Regions from separate parts of the Danio rerio genome. Here regions 2 and 3 are each linked to region 1. Evidence: chromatin contacts called from public Hi-C and HiChIP or PLAC-seq data. All regions are on one chromosome and are shown on one strand. Each heading gives the region's core, a stretch centred on a gene start, on an enhancer-like site or on the middle of the called end of the contact. The rest is flanking DNA. Distances are from core to core; before and after follow the strand shown.

What was found. A called contact is a pair of places that touch in the nucleus more often than the background predicts. HiChIP or PLAC-seq counts read pairs in DNA pulled down with a chosen protein or histone mark.
Region 2: a contact with region 1 is called in a Hi-C map of an unstated tissue, with 2.9 times the contacts expected there. The contact joins the promoter of fkbp8 here to the promoter of oaz1a in region 1. A contact is called at or near these places in 2 of 18 Hi-C or Micro-C datasets (caudal fin and an unstated tissue).
Region 3: an H3K4me3 HiChIP or PLAC-seq map of embryo shows a contact between it and region 1, with 3 times the contacts expected there. The contact joins the promoter of nfil3-4 here to the promoter of oaz1a in region 1. A contact is called at or near these places in 3 of 4 datasets of contacts at active chromatin or transcription factors (caudal fin, embryo and gastrula embryo).

The regions. Positions count from the first base shown.
Region 1 is chr22:20,559,791-20,564,628 of GRCz12tu, reverse strand. It overlaps oaz1a (ornithine decarboxylase antizyme 1a), which reads left to right and starts at 2,762. Exons shown (of 5, transcript NM_194264.2): 1 at 2,762-2,960. The coding sequence starts at 2,842.
Region 2 is chr22:20,761,041-20,765,878 of GRCz12tu, reverse strand. It overlaps fkbp8 (FKBP prolyl isomerase 8), which reads left to right and starts at 2,706. Exons shown (of 9, transcript NM_200884.1): 1 at 2,706-2,776. All of the region lies in intron 1 of LOC141380320 (a long non-coding RNA gene), which reads right to left.
Region 3 is chr22:20,402,231-20,407,068 of GRCz12tu, reverse strand. nfil3-4 (nuclear factor, interleukin 3 regulated, member 4) reads right to left here and starts at 1,869. Exons shown (of 1, transcript NM_001197066.1): 1 at 1,084-1,869. The coding sequence starts at 1,869. The coding sequence ends at 1,084.

The DNA.
Region 1 (4,838 bases), core at 1,513-4,012:
AATAAGTGACCGCACGGGCATTGCCAAGGGTATGTGTTTGTGTGCATGGAAATGCATTATCCATCCTCCCTGTTAAATTTGATCTAATCTGTGTCCTGAAACACACCCCCTATCCTGCTTTCACTTCTCATTGTAATGGATGAAGCGATTCATTTGTGAATGAATCTCCGTTATGAACGATTTGTTTAAACCATCGATATCCCTGCGTCTCTGTGTGCAAATCCACCTTTCTGATCTAAATCGTATATAACATTTGTAATATTCAATAATTTGTGATGGACTCTACACACATTGAGGTGCAGGCACTTTTATGTTATCATTCACTTAGCTACTTCAGTTAGCCAACAATAATACAAGTTTCTGGTACTGCCATGTCTTGTCATATTTCGTATTTATTGTTTGCTGATTTTATTTAACAAAACTAGCATAGGCTTAGAATTTAGTGGAAGTTGGTGCTACTTTGCCTTATGGTCAGTGCAGTAAGTGACTGTATTATCATCAATACCTGTTGAGCACAAAATTTTGTAACATACAGAATCATAACAAACGAAATCTTACATGCTCTGCTTTAATACTTTGTTTTCTTTATTTGCTTATTACTAAACCTGTATGCAGTGCATAGGTCCAGCATCTTCACATTGGATTTAGTCTTGACTAGTGCGGTTGAATGACATTTATCCTGGGAGCACTGTATAAATGTGGCAGCGGTTTTGACACGTGCTTAGGGTTCGTATGTGATATCTACTGTATATATCTATGGTCAATGGCTAGCAACATCAATACCAAAAAAAAAAAAAAACACGAGTCAATGATTTCTTTATAAGACCACAGACTATCATTAATATAGTTTTTACACTTGTGTTGTTTTGATTTGAGGATTGATTTGCATGTCATGAATCATCAACATCAACAATCATCATTTTAGCATTAAAAAATGTCTTTAACATTGCACTAAAATATCATCTTTGATAGTCTGAAGGTGATTCAATTAACAGCACTTTGATTTTTTGCATGAGCTAACCATGTATGTGTGTTTTTATAAGAACTTGTACAGTGCTCAGCATATATAAGTACACACCTCACAATTCTATCTTTTAAATTCATATTTTTAATAGAAAGCTATACAATATTATCAAATCTCGAGCTAAATCAAAGCGACAACTGTCCAAAAACTAGTACACCTTAATTTATATGTTATAGAAAAATATTCTTTGCAAATTTTAAAAAGTGGAAAAATCCAGAGAAGCAAAAAAAAAAAAAAAAAAAAAAAACGAAATAATTTAGGTACATTTTTGTAGGTTATATATATTTAATATATATATATATTTAATATAAATTGAAAGATAAAACAATTATTAAAAAAATATATACACACACACACACACACACACACACATATATATGTATATATATATATATATATATATATATATATATATATATATATATATATATATATGTGTGTGTGTGTGTGTGTGTGTGTGTGTGTGTGTGTGTGTGTGTGTGTGTGTGTGTGTGTGTGTGTGTGTGTATATATTTTTTTTTTGATAATTGTTTTATCTTTCAATTTTTAAAGATGTTCTGTGACTAAAATAATATTTAATAAGTATATATGTTTAATAAAATCTGTTTTGTTTAAATGCACCAAAATGCATTGCCTAGCGCTGAGAAATTGATATGAATATTTATTTTCAGAATGGGGTGTGCTCAATTATGCTGAGCACTGTATAATGGCAAATATACAGTTGATAACAAAATGAAAATCTGGTATTTCAATCCAATACTGCAGATTTTGAAAGATTTACAACTATGTTAATTTGCATTACACAATTAACATGCAATTTCAGCTATAGGTCATATAAACTGTTTTTAGTGTTATTTATCACAGCTCATGGGATACATACTTTCTCTGATGATCCTTTTAGGAGGTTCCTGTGGACAAATTTCAAAATTTTTACTTAACTTCCATCCAGTTTTGTATGCTACGCTTAAATATGTACAATGAAAGTATTTAAACTACTATAATAATATAACAGAATCTAACAAAGAGCCTAAAAAATATCTGTTACAGCTGCAAAAACATCAAAATCACGAGAGCCAACAACTGAGTATTAATATAATAAACAGTACACATAATTTAGAGTACAAAGAAACAAAGATAACAACAGCGTTAGTGGTAGTTTGTAGTTGAAAGTGCAGTTCTTACCAGGCAGAGCCGGAGTGGTCGAGTAAAAACTAGGGTCTCAAGTTCTTTAGAGCCTTGATGGACAGCAACAGCTGAGACTTCATTATAAAACATCAAGCACTTGTGAGTTTACATGGTCTATTTGCAATGTTGAACAGAACAGTAATTTGATTTACCCTATATTTATTTACACATAGAAACATTTCATTGATATTTTCAAGTGTTTATTTATATTATTAAGTGTATTATTACGATTACGATTTCTGAGGTGAAATATGTGCCTTATGATCTTAGATATAGTACATCTCGTACTGCTTATGTCGTAGCAATAAAAAGTGTTCTTTAATTATTGACAGTGTGCTAATTATTGACAGATTATGTAACTCAGATATAAATTATATTTCAGTTTTTCTATATAACACATATTTTTAAATAAATCAGAAATCAAACATTATGCGTATTATCACGATGTCTGTAAAGTATATTCTATTCCCATTTGTTTATTTCCACTCAAACTTATTTGTTTGTTAAAGCGCATGACGTAAAGCTAAAGCCACGCCCATGCGCGTTCCAAGTATAACTACTGCGGGCCTACAGCCATTAACACATTCGGTTGGAGCACGGACGGAGAAGATTTGGGCCTTGACGTTGGCCGGATGGTTAAATCCAACCTTCAGACGATACTGAATAGCCACTGTTTTGTCAGAGAAAAAGAGAGTAATATACCCAAGATGCCAGTGATCGAACTGACCCGTAATAAACCCGAGAGTGAAAGGTAATGTGGGACTTTTATGCTAGCTAGTTTGCGGCCTTGTTTTAGCAGCGTAGCCTAGCCAACTATAAAGTGTATGACGAAACGGAATGTAATGTATTTGATGTATAAGGATTTTGCCAGCAGAATGAGTTTTAAGTGTACATCTGCCAAAACTAGCTTAACGACGTAATTTGAAGACAAACTGTACAATATCACGCGTAAAAGCTTCTGTCAGTTCAGGTGGGCTCGTGTTTCGTCTATCAGTCACGGATTTGAATGATTGACAGGTACGTTGCCAGGTAACCGATTCGGGTTCTTTCGCAGAACATTCGAGAAACGTTCAAATCTGAATTTCAAACTGTCATTATCGCCAACGTTTGTTTAAATGGATTTTGATATAACGTTAGATGCTGTCTCAGTTTGGCCTGAGATCACAACATCACGATGTTGCCTTATAACACGTTAATATGTATTATATAGTAATATTTGATAGATGTACACGAATATACCGCGTTTATTCAGGTGTCGCACAGCTCAACAAGTGATTGACGGGAAGGTGTCTGCGAGGTGGCTAACATAAAAATGCTAACTTAACTGGTAAAAACAAAGTCAGACATTTTTGTCGTTGTATTATTGCTAAAATAGTAGTTTTATCAACTAATATATCGAGTAAAAACAATTAGCAGGCATTTAAACTAGACAGTCTATATAAAATGGTTGGTTTAAAGGGTTTTAAACAAATTGTAATGTGCTTATCGCTAAACGTCGCCTCGCCCATCCCCCCTTGTTTGTTCTTCTTTCTCATGCATCACTGCCGAGTACCATTATGATTTTAAGCTAATAATTTTATTATTGACATGCATATTTTGATCAAGCTTATTTACAATGTATTATGGAATTAATTCATCAAACTTTTGTTACCCAAATCATATTCCAGATTTTTGTTTGTGTGAGCAGCAGGGGGGGAAATGAAGGGGAAATGTGGGTTACTTCATCTACATTCTGATTTAACGTTAGCTGTTAGCATGTTTTAACTTGAATTTGGGGGATATGGGATTTCTTTGCAACACAGGTTACCTCATGTCTCCTTTTTGGTTAGAAGCTGCCCCCACATTTTCATTTATATCCTCAATGCTGTGATGCGTCACAAATCCAGGCTTAAATATAAATGATGGATGCTTTAGCTTCCTGTATTTGTGTGTGTCCCCCATCTAAGCTTTGATCAAAGGTTTCCTGTTGATGCGGTATTCCCTTTTACTCATCGTGTTCAGATGATGTCTGTGTTCATTCCTTCACCTGCTAGAGGCTGTTGTGTAACTAGCCCACATTTCCCCTCCCACACCAGCATCTGTAACAGTCTCGTTACGTCCTGTGTGAATTTCTAGGGTGGTGTTGTAATGTAGTCTGGCTTCAGGGATTAAGCCATTTTCAATGGGACAAACAAGTTGTTGCCCTCGCATTGCTTTCTAAAATGTGGCACTGAATTGAAATGAGGTGCATATGCATATTTTTTTTAGCTTTAAAGATTTGCAGTTGCACGTTTAGATCTGTGCTGTATTATTTAACTCATGGATCCTTTAAATTTAATGTAAAACAGTACATTTTTAAGATTATTTTATATATATTTTATTATTTTATTTTATCTTTTGTTAGCATATGCTATACTTGTCAAACCCTCAAGTGTCGACCCGATAGTTTTCTTTTAATGCCATGAATGGCAAATATACATTAGTTTTAGGTTTGTCTTTTATAGGGCTGGGCGATTTGGCCTAAAATCTAAACCTCGATTAATTGAACTATTTAACTAATTACCATTAATAATCGATTTTTTATACATTTTATTTTCCCCTCATAGTTCACTGATACGTTTTGTACTGTAAATATGCTCATATATTACTA
Region 2 (4,838 bases), core at 1,457-3,956, 200 kb before region 1:
TTTAATGCAAGGCACTGCAGGTGTTTTTCATTCAACTGTTGCAGACAGCGTTTTGTCTTTTTATAAAGTTTTTCCTCTTTTAGTCTAGTAAAACATCCAAAATCGACTTCTAGTTTGTTTTGTTGGGCTTTATCAATTTGTGCACTACAAAAATGCTTTTCTTACTTACATTTTTTTTGGTTGGTTTCTAGTCCAAATATCTAAAAATTCTTAAATCTAGAAGCATTTTCTAGATGAGCAAAACATATAGTTTTGTTTTAAGAAATAATATGCCAAAACAAAGTGAGTTTTTCCTTAAAATGGCCCAAATAATCTGCCAATGGGGTAAGAATATTTTGTCAAAAGAAAAAACAAGATTATTTTGCTTTACCCCATTGAAAGATTTTGATTGTTTTAGGGAAAACTCACTTAATTTTGCTAGATTATTTCTTAAAACAAGACTATATGTTTTGCTTGTCTGGAAAACGCTTATTGATTTAAGAATTTTTAGATATTTGAACTAGAAGCCAAACAAAAAAATGTAGGTAAGAAAAGCATTTTTGCAGTGTGTAGATTTTAATAACAATACAAGTTTTAACAATACAGTTTTCTTAAAATTGTTCAAAAATCTCCATTTTAGCAGCTTTACATACACCAAAATACACCCTTTTATACCTGTTAACGATATTTAGAGCGATACACAAGTAGCCTAGCTATACTATTTATTATTCTACAAAATAATGAGACTTTTTCTTACTGCTTGCAGTATTTTCTGGTGAGTAGCCAAATAAAACATTTCTAAAATGCCCTCTGTAAAAACCTTACACTTATACAGGGGTTCCTGGAGATCTACTTTCCTGCAGAGTTCAGCTCCAACCCTGTTCAAAAACCACTAAACCAACAAAGTAGAATCTGGAGGAGCACTTGGTAATTAAAGACAGGTTGATGAAGGTTTGAGCTGAAACTCTGCAGGGTGGTAGATCTCCGGAAACAGGATCGGGCACCCCTGCTCTAATGTCAAAAAATTAACTAATTTCATCCAATGTACAAATTTTTAATTCAGTTCATGTTTATTTCTAAGCGCTTTTACAATGTAGATTGTGTCAAAGCAGCTTAACATAGAAGTTCTAGTATGTTTATGCGCCATTGTGTGTAAAATATGACATTTAAAACAAAAATATTCCTAACTTGCATATTTAAACGTTTAAGAAAGTGTAAGCTAATACATTATAACTTTCATATCAAATAAATACATTTCAATATGCAGTTCTTAATGTAGCCTAATCTATTAACATGGCGATAAGTATTCGACTATTGTTTACCTCTTTCACCTGCAGTGTCTTGCCTTAAGCTGAACGGAAATCATATTGCGAGTTTATATAGAAACATTCGAGACAGAAAACACAACCTTACAGCAATTTAACCGTCAAATTGGATAAGTTTTACCTCAGATTAAGGCTGAAATGTTTTGTTCTGTTGACCATCTCTGCACTTCTGTTGTGATGTGTATATAACCTTGTAACATTAGAAAGAGGTTTGAGCGGCAAACGTGTATTTTGGAGCAGGAAGGCGAATGACAAGAGTTTCCCCTGTACTTTTCATCGTCCTTTCTTGCGACCTGACAGTATTCAATATGAAGCAGTCTCTGTCCCATTGGGTTTGCTTTGTATTTCATTGTAGGGTATAGCTCGGATCTGTGTTTTTAGGGCCTTAGGTGTCTTGTTGTAGGTAAATATGTCCTTTGTATGTTTCTTTATATTGTAAAGTTTCTTTAGACTGAGAAAAAAAGAAAAGAAAATTTGCTTATCAAAAAGAAATGCATCAATAATAAATGTAATTTGATATTTTTGTGCGTTTCAGTTTTTTATATATATATATATATATATATATATATATATATATATATATATATATATATATATATATATATATATATATATATATATATATATATATATATATTAAATATTAAATCATTCATAAGTGATTTGGTAAAAAAAAACATAAATTGATATATTAATTAATATTAATATTAGATTAGTATATTAAAAACAACTAGAAAATATTTCATGTACAGTGGTAAAATTACTAAATAATAATGAAATTAAATTTAATAAATATGTAGGTGATATGAAATCTTAAATATCATCAGTAATTGTTTTAAATTCTTTAAGAATACATGTAATTGTTAAAACATCAGAAACAAAAGTATATAGTTTATTACAAAAGTATAATGTTATATAGCCCTACTTAAAAAATTTTATATTTATTTTATTACATTGATATACATTTAATTCAGTTTCAATATTTATTATTTAATATATAATTGAATGTAGAAAACAATTATGTCATTAAATTTGTTCTATGTAAATAGGTTCAAACAAATCAAATAAATATTAAATATAAACTATGTTTATACGGATATATAAAAATATTTATTTATATTATTAATTTCATATTTTTATCATATGTAATCATATATTGTTAATATAAATTGTTTTAATATTGATAGAAATGTGAATTTAATTGATATATTAAAATATTAAACAGAAATTACTGTCATACACATTTTTAATTTTGGAAGAAAAAAAATAAAATCAATTAAACTGTTGAATGTGCATTTATATTATGGAATATAAAAGTCCCCTCAGTCATTGCAGCGACCTTGACTCTGACTTTTATTTTGTAGTTGTCTGCGATGACCATTGACCTTTACCCGGAAGTTGCAGAGATTGATCTTGTGTTGTTGTGAAAGTTGTTGCTGCGCTGCTCTGAGGTGTATTTTCTTCTCACTGCGGTAAGCTTTTGCTCTTTTACAGCACTTTTCACACGTTTTATTGCACAGAAACATTTATAAGAGAGTTGTGTCATCACGCTGCACTCAGCCGTGCGCGCGCTCCGTCTCAAAGTTGTTGGAACGTTCTGGAAACACTGACATCTCTGCAAATAATAATAAGAGATTTACAGTAAGCATTCGCCCGCGTTCGTAATGAAATACAAACCTTTTGAAGGCATATAAGATGAACATTATAATGCACATTGAAGACGTAGCACTGAATTACAACAGAATATTCACGCGTGGACGATGTGTCATTTCACTTTAACGAAGATTTTATCGGTTATTGAGGTAAAGTTGGTTTTATATTTGTAGATTCTTTCAGTGGCAACTTGTGACATTCTGCCTGTATTGTTTACCATGGTACTTTGAGTATTTAGTCTGAAATCACATGCAAGTTTGACTACAAAACTGTTTAATCGCCTGTGAACAATGTTATACTTTAATAGTCGTTGACTGCTAATATGATTTCACTATTTAGAGTTTTGAAATCATATTATTAAGGAGAAAGTCCAATGGTGTAAAATTAAAACCAACTTTACCTCAATTGAACGATTGTTTTGTCAATAAAAAAGTTTCTAATTATACGATAGCTGGGGTTTATTTATTAAGCAAAATCACTCATAGTAATAGCATGTTTTTACGCGTTTACCATGGTAATATAATGAGTATTTGGAGTTTGTCAGGAATAACATAACATTTGAATAGGGTATAATTCAGTATTAAAAGAACTAAAACTTTAAATAGTATATATAAGTTAAATCTAATAGTCACAATTTAGTAACTATTTTTTGTTTTGGTCAAGTAATAAAGTAATAGGGTTAGACAAACCTTTTTTATATTTTTTTACTAATAACACACATGCCTCTCCTACAAATGAGCACTGAAATTATGACCCATGGTTTCTGTGCAGTATTGCCAAAGTGCCAGGAGTAAAAATGTTACCATTTATCCAACCTGTGGGGCAAGTTGTAACAGACAGGGGGTTAATTGTAACACATGCTTATAAAGGCAGATTTCACACAATTAATTTAAATTCAGTTTACTTTAAATAGTAGCTTTATTTCCTCAGTAATTGACTCTTTTTTATTCTACATAGCACAGTATGTTAATTTATTTATTGGATAAACACATTTGGATTTATTTGCATTATTATTAATTTATACATTAACATTTTTCAATTAAAAAACATTTTTATTTAAAAAGTTCTTAACATTTCATTCAAAATTCAACAATTATTTTGTTAGTTTAATTGGTACCCAACAGTGTGTGGCTTAATTGTAACACCCTGTTTCAACTAACCCCACTGTGTCGTGTTTTCCTCAAAACTGGCTAGAAGTCACTGTGTGTTTATTACATCTTTTAAAATTGTTTCATCTTTTAGCCTAGAAGACTGTAATCACAACAATATAAGATTTTGCATACATACTTTCACAGATTAAAAAAAAAAAAAAAAAAAAAAAAAAAAAAATATATATATATATATATATATATATATATATATATATATATATATATATATATATATATATATATATATATATTTCGACTATAATAAAAAATGCTTTTATGCTACAAAAGTGGTTTCTCCTGTGTTTCTCATCCAAATTTCGCCGAACTTTTTCAATAATTGGCAGGAAGACGTCTGCCGGCACTGTGGTGAAAACCTTGGAAGCATGCCATGGTCAACCCTGAGCAAATACCTTAAAACTTTGTGTTAAATTTAACCCCATGTTACTTTGTGCCCCACGCTGCCCTATTTATGTTTCAGTAAATATAACAATTGATTTAATGGTATCACCTTTTCTATGTTGTATTTTATATTATCTTTTTTTCCTTAATAAAAAAAAGTCTGAACCAATATTAAAATCTCTAATTTACAAGTGAACATCTTACCATTCCGTGTTCATGCAGTTGTATATCTTGCACTGTATTGTTTCAATCACACATCTTCTTAGAGCTGTTATTTAGACTGAATTTGAAATGTAAAATCAGATATTTTTATTAGTTTAGAACTCATCTC
Region 3 (4,838 bases), core at 620-3,119, 160 kb after region 1:
GCTTTCATAACATAAGTGGTGTTCAACATGACAGAAAAGTTTTCAGTTTATAATGAACAAGCTCAAATCAGTCCAATGACTCATTAGAATGGCTCAGAAATATGATGAAAGCCCTTGAAATACTGAAAATGGAAGTGGTTTGGCTTTAACAGTTATAGAGGTAAGTTTCTGATTGTAAAAAAAAATACACTTGTACAATTTATTAAGAATCTCCAGAGTTCACAGGAACACAGCTACTTCTTGACAAAGTCAGTTAATATCCATGTAAAATATTAGGGCTAGTTTACAGCTGGTATACTATGTGAAGGCACTGTACACATGTAGAGTAATATTCAAAATATTCATGACAGCAATATCACAATATTTGCAGCACTTCTTTTCAAATACAAGCAAGCACATTTATTGGTCACAGATGACATAACTTTGTGCATGAACACCTTTTAAGGCACGAGAACCATATCAAACACCTGTGATTCACATAATGGAAGTGACCTAAACAAACAATAAGTATTGTCAGTACTGCAACACCACCTTTTTAACTCTGAGACATGGTCAGTTTCCTTAAGATATCATTTTGGTCTCTTTTGCATGTATCTGATTTGCTGGTTAACATAATTTTTAGACCATTTAGAATCTTTATATTCATGTTTTATTTTGCGAAATGCATGAAAAGATGTTAAAGAAAACATTAAAATGCATGTTAAAAGAGTTCAAATTATAGTGCATTGGATGTTGCACATGCTCAGTTGAGGGCTGATGAGTCCTAAATGGGATAAGTCTTAATATCTTATGCTATTCTTCTTGTAGTCTATTCATGTCTTCTTAAAAGGTACAAAAACAAATGGCAAATTTCAAGTACTCAGAAATGCATAGGTGCCATTATATCATTAAAAGTCTGCCTCTTTCCTCAACAATAATGGAAATATGACTCTTCAAATCTGTTTTAGAAACTTTGACCTTTGGAACATTTTTTCTTTCTTTTTTTTTATCGAGACTATTTACAACAAACTTCCTGGAAAATAGCCAAAGTTCATCATACTTATGACTCACAACTGCTGAGTTGTTTTGGCCTAGGGTTTGTTTTCAATCTGACAAGTACACTGGGATGGGAGATGCCGATTTGGCTCCATTGTCCTTGAACTGTGAGGTTTGCGTCTTCAGTCTCAGTTTGTGGGGCAGTGCAGAACTGGAATCTGCTGGTACCTGCTGCTCACCCTCCTCATCTGACAAGATCCTGTGATTCCCAGGCTGAAGCAAGGGTCGTCCTGCCCATGTGGTGGTTGGTGGGCTGAGTTGCGGAGGAAAGAGTAAAGGTGTGGCTGTAGGAGAATGGACACTTGGGAATTCTAGTAAATAGGGGTGATTTCTTCTTATGGCCATTGGGTGTGTGGGCAGGAATGCTGATCCTGGATGAGTACCTAGACAGATGGGTGACTTTTGGATCCCTGACAGATTGGAAGTCTCTCTGTCTTGTCTTCTACCCCAAGAGAGGTCTTTATCTGGGTAGGAAACCAGAGGTTGTGGCGCCAAGGCGTGAAGCTGAGATAGAGCGCTTTGAGATGAAGAGTAGGGGGTTCCAGGGTTGAGCATTCCACACCGAAGCCTCAGTGCCAACAGCTCGGCTCGTAGACGAGCATTTTCCTCACTCAGAGAAACCAATCGAGTCTCTAACATGTAGTCACTGACCCTTCGTTTCTCCCTCGAGCGCTTTGCCGCTTCATTGTTCTTGCGGCGTTTCTCCCAGTACATGGCATCTTTCTTGTCCTCGGGAATGAATTCCCGTTTGCGGCGCAATCCCAAAGCACGCAGAGACATTTCTTCAGACTCTCCCTCATGGTCCCACCTCATTTGTGAGAAAGCAGACTCCATTTTCAACAGGTAGAGCTTTTCTGATTGGTTTCACTCAAGATGCACCTGCTCTCTTTCTGTGTGGGACACGTGAAGTTAGTCAGATATCAGTCGCACTTCCCAGTCATACCATCAGCAGGTGATTAACCTATAACAAAAAAGCACAGTTATTTCTTTTGCAGGTGGTCTTGCTGGCTGAGCTGTAATCAATACAATCAGCATGAAGTTATGAGTGTTAAACTGCTTGAACTTTACCCAGCTTACTAGAGACCAATTTGGTCACAGGTGTTCTTGTATGAACACAATTCTGAAATGTTCCTGTCATTAGATGAATACATGAGGTAACAAAACAACAGCAACGAAAAATCCCCTTGTGGTGACTGTTGTTGTGTAGTGCTAGTTAGTTGAGTAGCCGCACTCTTGTTACATTAAAGTCTTTACAATTGTCGCAATTAAATTTCTCTGTGTTTTAGTATTGGCATATGCTTAAAATGCTCGAGCTAGGTTAACAGCAACAGCCTGATGATGAAGTGACAATGGAGTGTTGTCAAAGTTGGAGGCGTGTGCAAAATTTGACATAAGTGTGACCACTGGGGTGATTCAGACACGGTGGAAAACCAAATCATCCCACTTGGGGTTCCAGGAACCCCCACACTGTCTAACGTGCCATCTTTTAGTGGGTTACCAATGGAGGAATGATTGTCTGTGAGAGACCGAGAGATCTAATGCTACCAAACACTATGCTGCCAACTGTAAGGACCTACTTCCCGTCTGATGTCATTGACACATTGTATTTGGTCTCTGTTCTGACACTTGTTAATCTTAGCTTCCTTTCCGGATGAAAGGTTAGAAACATAATTTCCTTCCACTTAGTTGTGTGAATCTCCTGTATTAATTTTCTTAACAGCATAAACCTACTGAACTACATCATTATGTAGCAATTGGACACTTGTCAAGACTTCAGTCATGAATTAAGTAACACAATGTCAATGCAAGTGTCATTTTGCAAACCCGATATTATTGTGATTTGTGGGGCCATCAATATATATATATATATATATATATATATATATATATATATATATATATATATATATATATATATATATACATATATATATATATATATACATACACACACACACACACACACACACACACACGCACAGTCAAATAGCTATTAACTTCTTTTTTTTTTTTTTGGTGGGGCCAGTGAAAAAAGAACCCTGATATATATATATATATATATATATATATATATATATATATATATATATATATATATATATATATATATATATATATTTATTCAATTTGATTTTGATTTTGATTTTATTTGATTTATTTATTTAATTTGATTTCTTGCTATTTGTCAGTTATTTTAGTTTTAAGTTTTTGTTTTATTTTTTTATTCATTCTTTAAAAAAACCTTTTTTTTTGTGTTCAGCAGAAAGATGAAACTCGTAAAGGTTTGGATAAAGTGGACACTGAAAAAATTATGACAGATTTGTTTTTATTTCTGGGTGAACTATTCGTTTAAGTAACAATCATTTTAGTTCCAGTTTTCTATAATAGTTTATCTAACTACACCTTTTCTATAGGTTATGCAAAATTGAGACCTATTTACAAGTGTAGCAAAATAAATAATTTTAAATGCATGCTCAAAATCTCCACAGTAGCATCACGGTTTGGGCAGACCTTGAGGTCTTGCGCTGTGCGCGATTCGTTCAGCAAACCCCTCCCTCACTGTGGTTTCTTTTTTCTTTCATCAGAACCTTTCTCCAAGTTAACAGAGTGAGTGAGTTTTGATGTAGGCTAACCACATCCTGTTCGTCCATTTCTTTTATCTTTTCTGCCTTTTTATGAGCTGGGAATCTGGGCTCAGAGTGTGACAGCAAGGTGCATGTGCATTTACTACAAAGTTAAAACAAAAGACTTAGGCCACGCTATGCATCAATGAAACCTTGTGTGTTTGTTGAATGTAGCAGAAGAAGGGCGTGGTCTTGGTGGGGAGGCGGTGAATTGTGGACGTTCGCTCAAACCACAGCTATGAGACCAAGCCTACAATGTGGTGCTACTCTGACCATTGTTAGCATGCGTGTTTGTGCAAACAAATTCAGCTGTACTGTGATGTAGAACTTGATGATAAACTAGTTTTCTAAAAGAAAATACCAGTGCTTTTTTACCAGTTTTTATCAAAGCAAATCAAACTATTTTTCACATAGACTTATGAGGAACTTATTGAATACTAATTTTATTATAACTCTTTTTTTTATTCCAATGGGCTCACACTTTCCAGCTGCACCTACTTGAGATGACAGGGAGCTTCTGTGATCGCAGGAAAGGCAAACAGCTGAAGTTTAAGGAAGAAGCAATGAAAAGTACACAGGTTTGCAAACCCACCTAAAGTTACAAACAATGGCGCTGATGAGAGCAATCATGTGGTGAATGTTGATCCGTCAGCCGAGATCATCCGATTGTTTTCGGAGAGAGTGATGAAAGATTCGGTGGATCAGCTGTTTTTAATGGCCTGGATCTTGATAGGTTTTAAACGATACGTTTCATTCACGACGTGTTCAGCGCAAATGGCCACTAAATGTAAAATCTCTGTTGACAATGAAGGCTCTTGTGTTGAGCCCAATAAGCCCTACATCCCAAAATAGAGCAAGGGTGTGTGGCTGTGTTTATATCCCCCCAATATGACGGTCTATACACTATACCAGGGATGTCAAACTCAATTCCTGGAGGGCCGCAGCCCTGCACAGTTTAGTTCCAACTCTAATTAGACACACCTGATCTTACTAATTAAGTCCTTTAGGCTTGTTTGAAACCTACAGGTAAGTGTGTTGGTGCAGGGTTGGAACTAAACTGTGCAGGGCTGCGGCCCTCCGGGAATTGAGTTGGACATCCCTGCACTATACCTACACACATGTCTGTCTAAACAGCTTGAAAGGTAGATTTTTCACCATAGGTCCCCTTTAAGCCTATAA